2 separate regions of the Gossypium hirsutum genome follow, and region 1 is linked to region 2. The links are chromatin contacts, called in public Hi-C maps. All regions are on one chromosome and are shown on one strand. The core of a region is the stretch at or near the end of the contact, and the rest is flanking DNA. Distances in the headings are between cores, read along the strand shown. Region 1 holds the start of LOC107959957. Region 2 holds the start of LOC107892547.

Region 1 (5,609 bases), core at 337-2,836, 290 kb after region 2:
TTGAAAAAAATAACTTTACTAAATAATTTTGAAAATTGATATTTTCTCCTCATTTTCCCAATGAGGAAATGCTTTTTCACCTAAGCCCAAATCCATATTTACATTAACTAATTAAAAAGTATTTATAAATTTAGATTAATTTATATTTTTGTATTATTATATTAAATTATTTAAATATAATTTATTATCAAGTTAAATTATTTAAATGTTATTCACAAATATCATTTTATTAAAATTTTCAATATAATTTATCATTATATTTAAAATTTTAAAATATTTTATATATCATTAATTTTTCAAATAAATTATATTAATTATTTAAATGATATTTAAAATTTATATTTTATATATTATATTAAAATATTATATAAATTAATTAAATTTTACTTTCAAACATATGTCTGAAAACAACATTTTAATTTATCACTATAATTTTTTACAACAATAACAGGCATTTGAAATGATCAAATCACACTTTTTTCACAGTATTTTTTCCGCCAGTACTTTCTAAATGTATTTTTAAAACAACAATGGATAAATAAGTCATACTGGATTTAGAATTTAAAATTTTAAAAATTATGATTTTATAGAAATGACTACATTATGATTTAAGGTTGGGTAAGATTTAAAATTTAAGGTTTGAAGTTTATGATTATAATTGTTCATGGGTCGGGTCAAATTGGATAATAAAATTTTAAGCTTGATTAATAGTTTCAAGCTTGGATAGACTTGAAAAATGGGTCTAAATTTTTGCTAAAATTCGATTCAGATAAAAATATTAAAGCTTAGGTCCAACTTTACCCACCCATATTAAAATTTGCTTATTTTATTTTTATATAAAAATTTAAAAAATATTATACATCAAAAACACTACAAACATTAAAATAAATGTTTTCCAATAAATTAAAAATAAATTAATAACATAATAGTGAAATGAGAGCAAAACAGTGAGAAAACTGTAGCAAAACAATAGTTTTTTCTTTTTGAAAATTCGGGTCAAGCTGTGCCTGAGTCAAAAACCCTTATCTAAGGTCTGATCTATTTTTTAAACGGGCTTTATTTTTTTGTCCAATCTCATTATTCAAGCCTATATTTTTACTCAAATCATTCTACTTTTCGAACTAATTTTTAAAGCTCGACCCATGGACAAATTTATTTATAATATAAGATTTATTATTTAAGGTTTTAAAATATAAAATTTTAAGGTCTAGTTTTATAGTTTTTAATATATATTAATTTTATTAAAACTCAATCCCAAATTTAAGTTTGAAAAGAAAAATATCATAAACAAAGGAAATTTGGTATTTGTTAGCGTTGGAAAAGTAGTAATTACTGTTAATTTGGTGTCTTATGATGTATTTTATTATTATTATATTTTAAAAAAATTAATAATAATTTTAATTTGAGCGGAATAATAGTTAAAATTTTTATTAAATATTATAAAAATAAAAATTAATATTTTAGAATATAATATTATTAAATACTTAAAAATGACTTTTTAAGGTAAACTCTTAGTAAATAAAAAAATAAAAAAATCCGAAGTTAAACTGTTGATATTTCTATTTTATTTTCTCATCGTTTATCTATTTTATTATTATTTTGTTGTAACTATTACTATTACTTGAACCAGTGGTTTACCCAAAAAAGCCTACATCAAAATCATTCACTTTCCTTTTCTTTTCCAAAAATCTCTTATCCCGCCGCCCACTACCACTACCACCACCACCACCAGCGCCACCACCTCCCAGTGGTGCTCTTCCAAACAGCGATCAGCCACCACCACAGTCAACCGCAAAAACCCCTCAAATGGCGACCGCTGCAGCAACAACAACAGTTGCCTCCGACACAATAACCACCACTTCCTCCGACGGTCCAGTCCTTAGCCTCATCAACAAACGCATCCGTGCCTTACGCAAGAAATACAACCGCATCCTCCAGATGGAAGAATCCGTCTCCCAGGGCAAACCCTTAAACAAAGAACAAGAAGAAGTCCTACGTTCAAAACCCTCCGTCTCCGCCCTCATCGACGAACTCGAGAAGCTTCGCCACCCTCTCTCCTCCGCCGTCTCTGAAGAAATCTCACTCGCTTTACAGCGTCAAACCATTTCCGCGGAAGAAACTACCTCGGAAGCCCAACAACAGCAGCAGCCGCCCAATGAGCCCGATCATGCTGTTGAAGATCTCCTCAACCTGCTCTATTTCGGGTCGTTGTTCGATGTAAAGTCTCAGAATGATTTCACTTCGATGATGTTGACTCGGACGCACGAGAGGGGCTGTTGCCTGACTTACGATTATGTCACCGACGACGCTACCGATCTGCTTAGCGAGAAAGATTTGGATTCCATTTCGACGCTGAGTGCACTATTGACTTCACGCTCTGCTGATTCCAGTTTGTCTCACAAGAACGCTTTGCACCGTTGCCTCCACCATGCTAAGCTTTGGCTTTCCAACTCTGACCGGCCCATTGACCCCAATGCCGACGTCTCCTGTAATAAAGCACTCCATTTGTTTTTTTTTTGGGGGGGGGGGCTTTCTATTTTTAAGTTTCTAGGTTTTCTAACTTGGGCAGTTCTTTTTGTTTCAGATGCTGGGTTGAGAGAGAGGCTTAACAAGATTATGGCTTTGGATTACTTTACGACGACGCCGGAGATGAAGGCTCCAGTTGAAGTGGTTGCAGCTGCTGCTGCTGGGACTTATACCACTTTCCAGGTTCCAGTGCAGAGTGTGCCCATTTCTGTGCCTCTTCAGGTGGAAGATTCTGTCGGGCAGTATCAGCAAAAGGTATTAACTTTGTTCTAGCTTAAGAAGAGTAAAGAGTTTGGTTATTGGATTTAACTTTGCATTTTATTTCTGATAAATGTTGTAGTATAAAATTCTTGACTTCCCTTTTATTTCTATACTTTCAGCTTTGTTGAAATGACTGTTAATTTCTAATAGTAAGTGTCGACATGAGAGAACTTAAGGGCATTGCATTCAAACTATTGTCATAGCTATTTTTTGTATCTGTATGCTTAAAAGGTTGAAGTGGAATCGTACTGGCTATCTATATTTCAGTATGCATAAAAAATGTTAGAACTCCATATATTTTTTACCTGACTTAACCAGTATGTTAGGTTGCAAGATCCTTTGGACATCAACATTTCAAAATCTATGAAGTCTTCTTTATTTTCTTAACCATTATGTTAGGTTGCGAGATCCTTTGTACATCAACATTTTGAACTCTATCAAGTCTCTTTTATTTATCTATTGTTTTATATATGCATATCATCGGAATAGAAATGAGAATTTAAATCCACCTATGCATTGTTCTCCTTTTGCTAAGGTGGGAGGGGGTTGTTAAAGTAACATTTTTGGTATTGTTAGTGATAAAACTTGATGGAACACAGCTGAATAGGAAGGCTTTAGATCTGAGGTTAGGGTTAACTAGAATAAAAGAAACTAGGAAAGAAGCTGAGAAGGATTTTTAAAGGGTTGATAGTTTGTACCAATGACTGGAAGAATTATTTGAATTTCTTGTTAGTTGTTTCTACTTGGTGGCTAGTATATTGTATAAAACTTTTAGAACCAACGAATATGATGATCTGTAGTTTGGATTTTTTTGTCAAGTTGTTTGTACTCAACAAATATGGCGATAAGAATTGAGAAATTTTTACTCGTGGATTTTTTAAAACTGATTAATTCTCTGGGCTTTGGCTACATGCAAATGGCTTTGAGAACCAGTATCCTGCCTTTTTTCCTTTGACTTCTTTATACCACCTGTGTAGATGCCCTATTTGGATGTTGACAGAGGTTACTCTGAACTCCCTTTATTTGTTATTTATGCACCATGTATGTGTTGCATTCTGAACGTTGATTCTCTACCATAAAGCTTTAGGACTTTCTTGGCCACTATTAATTGTATTATACTTCGGGATTGGTAGTAGCAATTAAATATTGTTGGTGATGGGTTTACTAAGTTATTGGTGGCCGTGACTATGTCCAAGTCAGCTAAAAGTTGGGTTCTAAAAAATTTGTCCGATTTGAATAATGTTTCAAATTCTAAATCTTTGTCACAATAAGTATTCTTGCTCATTCATGTCATCTCATTATCTTTGCTAGTATCCCTCTACTAATATATAGCTTAAAGGGGGATGGAATGATCAGTAGTCTTTTCTATTTATTCATTTTAGCAGTGGATTGTTGTAACTATCAGCATGTTTGATTGAATTCATTCATATGATTTTCCCTGCAATTCAGATTCTTTCAATTTCTTTGCTTTGTGATCACCCCTAGAACAGTCTCAAGCGGCATGCTGTAGTTTTGTTAGTTTTAGGTGAAATTTGAGAAGGATTTGGAAAAAGACAAGGTTATTTAGATTTTATTTTAGAAAAGAATCTTGGTATTTAAGTTGCAAATTTAGAAGTTGGCTCAGAAATAATACATGGCCAATTTCTTTGGTGAAGCACTTTTAGCAGGAAGGAATAAAAACATGTTTTTCATTTGGAGAAACTGAAAGATCTTAATTAGAAGGTTGGTTTGTGTAGTATGGATTCATGTATTGGCTAATGGAACACAAAACTGAAACTTGAATGGCCTAAAGCAGTCAAGTTTTTGAGAGGGGATGCTGAAGAAACACAGAGGGTTGCCTTAAGTTTCTGCTTTCAGTTTGTCACGGAAAGCTTCGAGATACTAGGAATAGGGTGTAAACTGTTTTGGATTAATCTGTATGGGGGTATTTAAATGATTCTTAAGATTCAGACCCATATAGTATATTGGTCTTCAGAATAAAATATCTTTTGGTAGGTGGTTCTCTCTGTCATTGTATAACTAGGCGATGCTTGCAGATTTTTATGTGGCGGTGAGGTAGGAATGAGTCAATAGGCAGGATTAGCGTTACCCTGGATGTAATGCTTCTTAGTTTCATATTCCTTAGCCTGACGTTGGACTTGATGTTTATTTTTTGTGACTGTATTCCTTTTTCAGGCCTCATTTCTGATCAATACATGTTATTTGTTTTGCATTAACATGTTTAAATTTCATTCGGAGCTGTCTTCCCTCTGTTAGTTTTATGAATTCAAATGAGGTTATGTTTTTAAGTTATTTTCTTATTTGATGTAGGAAGAAGATGCATTTAATTATCAAGAACCTGAGATACTTGAGACAAGTGACAATCAATTTAGTGTTGCAGAAGAACATCAGAAGGTGACTTCAGTTAGCTGTACCATTAGATATGTTCTTTTATGATTTCATTTATTTGGTTTAATATAATAAGCTTGTTCTCTTCAGGATGATGTGGAGATGGAAAATCCTGTAGAGGATATTGCAGTTCAACAAGGCGGGAAATTATCTGTGGATACAGACGACAACCAGAGAGATGTAGAACCCAAGGAGCAACAGTATGTTCCTCGAAGACCCTATCACAACCAAAGAGGGAGTCGGGGTACTGGGGGTGGTCGTAGGGGTTACTCCAATGGCCGTGGAGGTCGAGGCAGTGGAAGGGGTGGCGGAGCCTACCAAAATGGTCGTAGCCAATATTATGATCAGCCGGGCAACAATTACTATTCGAGGAGCTATTATAATAACCGGGGAAGGGGTGGAAGAGGCGGTGGCCATGCTTACAACAATCATGG
Region 2 (6,244 bases), core at 240-2,739:
TTCTTCCATGCCTGCTTAAAGGCACCTCAGGCCGCAAGAGCTTTGATGAAGATGTTGCCCCTTTATCGTTATTAGCATTAACCCCTATTCCGTCTCTCCATTGAGCTAAAGGATCGGTTGCCCACAAAACTTGAACCTGCAAGCAAAATCACAATTCAGAATTTCAAACTTCTTGATGTTGAGCGTCAACTGCTAAGCTCTACATCTGAACTTCATCTCATTAAAAAGTAAATTTTTCAATTTAACAGACTCCTTTAGTTCAATTCAACCTCAAAGCTCTAAATTCTAACTTCAGTTCCTTGTTAAAGGTTAAAATTTTCATTTCGATCAAGTTTTTAAGTTTCAATTCAACATTAAAGCTCCAAATTCTAACTCTTTTCTTTTCTTTTTTTGAAACTTCTAAATTCTAGCTTCAGTTCCTCATTATAGGATAAAACTTTAAATGTAATTCAATCTTTAAGTTTCAATTCAACCTTAAAGCTCTAAATTCTAACTTCGGTTCCTCATTAAAGGTAAAATTTTCAACTTAATTGACTCTTTTAGTTTCAATTCCACCTTAAAGCTCTAAATTCTAACTTCACTCTTTAAGCTTACAACTATAAAAGCTCTAAATTGTAAATTCAGCTCCTCATTAAAGAATTTTCAATTTGACTCTCTTAGTTTCAAATCAACCTTAAAGCTCTAATTGTAACTTGAGTTCCTCATTAAAGGATAATTAAATTTCCATTTAATTGACTCTTTTAGTTTCAATGCAACCTTAAAACTCTAAATTATAACACTTCAGTTCCTCTTTAAAGGTAAAAATTTCAAGTTAATCGACTCTCTTATTTTTAATTCAACCTTAAAGCTATCCAACTTGGTTAATTTACTCAAATTAGGATCAAAAGGAAGCACCGATTCAATTATAAAAAGTAACCAAACAAGAACTGAAAAACTAAACACAGTTAATTATATAATTACCCTTTTGGAATCAACGGTAATGCCGAAAGAGGAATCAAGGGAAGCCGCAATGGCGGACTCGGCGGATTCCTTAGAGCGGTATACAATGTAACCGACAGCATCACAATTGATGCGGATGCGAGAGATCGAACCGTAGATCTCAAACCTCGACTTCAAATCGAGCACCGAGCAATTCGGGGGAAGACCCATGACAATAACAGCCGGTGGCGGCTTTGGCTTGGCCTCATTCTAAGAAGACGGCGGAGGTGGCGGGTGAGGTGGCAGAGGACGACGCCGTTTAGAGATTGAAGCTGGGGCGTGACGGGAGAGGTAGGGTTTGTCTCTCTTTCGAGACATGTTTTCAGAAAGAAAAAAAAAAGGGAAATAAATTGAGACGATAATTGAGAGCGAGAGATGGTGGAGTTAAGAGTTCGCGGGTTTTGTTCATAAATCATTCTTTCAAGTATGTGTTTGGAGATTGATAGTATCTTCGAAGTTCAAGTCAGCTTTCCAAATATAGTAAACTGTGCGGTTTAGGTTAAAAAAAATTAGCTTCAAATTCGTTTAAATGAGTCTAGCTTTAGAAATATAAGAATTCACAACTAAAATTTTTCTAGGCATCAAAATAAAATGAAAGCAAACTCTGAAGAAGTAAAAAACAAACAAAAAATAAAAACTACAAAAAAGCAATAACACTCCAAGTGTTTAAGTAGATATTGTCACCAATACTCAAAAATAAAGTCATTACACATGAAAGGGAAATACCCTATTTATAGTTGAGCTCTTCATGATCCAACCGTCTAATTTAAAATACATCAATTGTTGAGATTAAAGACAATCTACAAAGTAGAGATTCTTAAAGGAATTTACAAAAATTCTCTAAAATTACAAAATATTCACCCTAGTCTTGGAACTGTGATAAAGCCTCAGTTAGTTCCCAACTAGCTTTACTATTGAAAAGTCACTTCTATCGAACAAAGTACGTATGCCTCGGCCTAAAGTACTTCCGTCGAATCACTTGAACTATATTTCCCCTTTGTACATCTCGATTGTAAGAGTCCATCGCTCTTACTTGCCCCTATTGTGGCTTGCCTCAATCAAGATCCCCTTGATCAGCACAAATAAGCTTAGGCATGCCCATATTAAACATTGGGTTAACCTTGAGTTTTACCACCAACTTTGGTTTGTAAGTCCCTTGGCTTACCTACTTTAGAACTCTGAAAGGATCCTTGTTCCTTTGCCAAACCAACAATAAATCATAATGAAAACCACTAGAAAAGTGTTTGAGATTTACTTCAATCATAGCATTTACTCTGTTTAACTGCCTAGTTTGTATCACCACTTTTCTCACAAAGTTTGATGAACAAAAGACCTCTCTCATAGGTGCTAGCCCTACTAATAACTCAACAGGATTCAAATGGATTTTCCACACCTCTAGCATTTCCAATGAGGTCCTTTTGGCACTCCAATTTACCAAGCCAACATTCCCACCACAAGGAATACCTTCAGCCAGCTGGATTACCAACAATATCTTGGTTTCACCCCTCATGTCTCAACTCACCGACATAATGCATTGTTGCTGATGAGTATCCAAGATGCATATGCAATCGGAAAAGAAAATCAAAAGAGCATTAATCTTGTCTAGGAAATTCAAGCCAAGAACAAAGTCATAATCATCTAAGTGAATTACCTCAAAGTCTTCCTTGCCTTTCCACTAACTAATCTATAACTCAAATTCTTGTGCTACTCTTACAAGTGGGACCTCTTTAGAATTAATAGTCTTGATCTTTTTAGTCAATTTGCTAATTAAGAGACCAAGTTTACCCGTGGATTTTCCAAATATAAACAATTAGATACCCCTGTACCAACAAGATCACTCCCCCTTCAGCTTACGATATTAATGTCCACAAACATCAACCATTTTCTACTTGTGATCCCTCTTCGCTTTCACAGAATTGAGTGTCATTGATCCAAGCTTCAATACACTTTCCTCATTAGACTTTGCTTTCTCTTATTGATCGTGAATATCTCAGATCACTCTGGACAGTCCTGTATCATATGCAGTCCACAACATAATAAGCATTGTATTGGCTTCTTTTCATTCTCCTTGCCCCCTCAAATGGTTGTTGGGCTTCCTTTTCCTATTTTCTGGTTTTCTATTACCATTATTCTTACCATTGTCACTCCCCAAAATTTTCTATTCCGTGTTTTGGTTGGTTGACTAAGTGAAGTTGGCAATGACTCACATATGAGCTAGTCAAATTCGCGTGAATTGTTTCATTTGGCTAAGTTTCTCTTGCAAAATGTTCTGCTAGGTTCTATCATCTTGTGGATTCCTATTCCGTATTTGGTGAGCTTTTCCATTGTGAACTAGCCATTGGCGAGTTCAATTGTGGCGCATAGGTTTGTTGTTTTAGAATCCACAATTAGTAGGACACGTACAAGAAACATATCAAATCCTGTGTAAGAAACGTGTCATTTTGCATGACACCTTTAGAGCTTCATTTATGATGTTTGATTAGTGGAATCGTGTGTGAATCTAAAATTATTAGGTAACCCGTTATAGTGGAATTACGAGCTAATTTTTATGTAAATAGGATAAATGCTTAACGGAGGAGGACTTTATTTCCTATTTCTCTGTTGTTATTTTTTCTTTCAGAAGAAACCTAGTGTGTTCTTCGCTGTGTGAAAAAGGTATCAGCTTTCAACTTGACTAGTAACTAACCTTTTCAAGCCAACTGTTGGTAAATTCTTGAATCCTTTTTTAGTTTAATATCAGAGGATGATAGTGTTATAGCAACCACTTATATATGTTTCTATTAGAGATCGAAGGGAAGGAAACTTCCTTCTGGTTAACAATTGCATGTATTCGATTCTTGTTTTTACATTAAGGTTCAGTTGAATCTGTACTAAACAGTGTGTTTAATTTTATTTAGCTAAAAGAACAGTAGAAGACCCTAGTACAAAATGGAAAGAACCCGTAGAATAGGTAAAGCTTTACCTAGTAATCTCTCGTGAGTTCCTTTCACTTAGGTTTATGTTAAATCTCAACTAATTTCATGATAATGTTCTTCCAGATAAGTAAGTTTATTTAAAATTAGTTGTGCATGTTTGTGTTAACAACCTAAAATCATAAAAACAAAATATGCATGTAACAGCCCGATTTAGATCCTAATCGGAACGGTGGTTTCGGGACCACAAATCCGAGTCAAAAAATATTTAAAATTTACTTTCTGTGTTTATTATATGTGAATTTATATGTGTGAAATTTTCGTGATTTAATTTTGTTGTTTGAGTGCCTGATTTAATAAAAGCGCTTAATCGCGTAAAGTGAAAATTTGATGGTTATTTTTTAAAAAGGCCGAATGATGATGTCTTTCTTATATGAGGTATTTATGTTGCAATTTGACCATATGGAATATTGATGGACGGTTGTGACCTTAGAATATGTGTTTTAGTTACTAATTTTTAAAGTTAAATATGTAAAATAATAAATAACATATATATGATATAATATACCATAATTAAAAGCCATGTTCTTCATATTTTCTCATCACCGAAACTAAAGAAAAGAAAAATAAAGAAAGAAAGCTTAGGTTTGACCATTGTCCAAGCTTGATTCAAGGTAAGTTCTAGCTCGATTTTTGATAATTTTTATGTTTTTGAGATCGTTGCTATGTTATCTACAAAGCCTATGCTTGAATTTTTTATTTTGGTGAATATTTTGAGTTATGCCATTGATGAATATTTGAGCTTTGTGAAGTTAGTTGGTGAAATATGAAAGGCATGTTTTGGATTAACATGTTTTGTATTGGAATTTTTTATGATTTTGAGTAATTAGGACTAAATTGAAAAAAAAAAATTGAGGGGCTAAAATGTGAAATAAATGAAATGTACGGACTTGTATGAACACAAGGAAGATTCGGCCTAAGCATGATATATTGAAATTTTGCATATTTTGTGTTTTGAGTAATAGGAACTAAATTGTAAAAAGTGTAAAATGTCAAGGGTAAAATGGTAATTTTCCCATTTATGTGTTTTTAGACTAAAATGAATGAAAATATGTTTGAATGAGTTTAATTTGTATATGTTTAGATCAAGAACCAAAGAAATCGAATTTGGATCGGGGGAAAACTAAAGTTGTCGACTAGTCGTCCCATTTCGATTTTCATCGCCGAGGTAAGTTTATAAGCAAGTAAATGCTGGTAATTTTGAACTAATGTAAACTTAAATTATTGAATTGAATTTTATGAGTATTTATATATCATGACCGAATGTGTATATGCTTGGGAATTAAGTTTATGAATTCGATTCGACTAAGTTATGACGTCTGAAAGCCTCGTACGAACAGTAGGATTCCGATATATGTGTTTTCGATTAAGACCACATCTGGGACGTTGGCATCGATATATGTTTTTTTGAGTAAGACCACGTCTGGGACGTTGGCATCGATATATGTGTTTTTTAGTAAGACCACGTCTGGGACATTGGCATCGATATATATGGTTACATGTAAGACCATGTCTGGGACATCGGCATCGTACTTGATTTGTGTAAGAACCTGTCTGGGACAATGGCATCGATATGAGATAGCATGTAAGATTACATCTGGGATGTTGGCATTGTTCGATATATGTGACTATCTAAGTATCCTGTTTGATTCTAAATGGTTCAACGGGCAATGATAAGTTATGATCGAAGGGTAAAACGAGCTAAAACGACCAGGTATGAGATAGTTGATTACCTATTTGAAAGAAATAAGGTAAGTTGACCATTCGGTATATGGTGTAAATTAAATAAGTTACTAATGTGAATATATGTGCCTTGTGAAGTATATTCGGCCTTTGCTATGTATATGCATATGATTTTATATTTTGACTTATGAGTATATGTATATGTGTATAAATGTACTTGGTCATATAATGATATTTAACTTTGAAATCGAAAGATACTTTGTTAATATATATATATATCTATATATGTATTCGGCCATAAATAAGTTTATATGTGAAAGTATATGTTATATGTGTGACATTATAAGATTGAGGTTTAATATGATTATGATAGTATAATTTGGTTTGGTTAAGTGAGTTGATTATGTCATTGAATTGCTTATTTTCTTATGACTTACTAAGCTTAAATAGCTTACAGTGTGTTATGTTTACCTTTGTTTTATAGATTTCGAGATCTGGTTACGAGCTCGGGGATCGTTAGCAAAGTCTATCACACTATCGTCTGTCTTCGGTATTTTATAAGCTGAATTTTTGAAACTATGGCATGTATAGGTTGGATTATATTTTGAAAT

Evidence for each region. Hi-C and Micro-C count contacts between places; a contact is called where the count stands out from the background.
Region 1: a Hi-C map of leaf shows a contact between it and region 2, with 2.4 times the contacts expected there. The contact joins the promoter of LOC107959957 here to the promoter of LOC107892547 in region 2. A contact is called at or near these places in 5 of 34 Hi-C or Micro-C datasets (leaf and seedling).

What each region holds. Positions count from the first base shown.
Region 1 is chrA05:72,681,062-72,686,670 of Gossypium_hirsutum_v2.1, forward strand. It overlaps LOC107959957, which reads left to right and starts at 1,587. Exons shown (of 4, transcript XM_016896136.2): 1 at 1,587-2,488; 2 at 2,585-2,781; 3 at 5,098-5,181; 4 at 5,266-5,609. The coding sequence starts at 1,807.
Region 2 is chrA05:72,394,419-72,400,662 of Gossypium_hirsutum_v2.1, forward strand. LOC107892547 reads right to left here and starts at 1,490. Exons shown (of 2, transcript XM_016817619.2): 1 at 961-1,490; 2 at 1-136. The coding sequence starts at 1,149.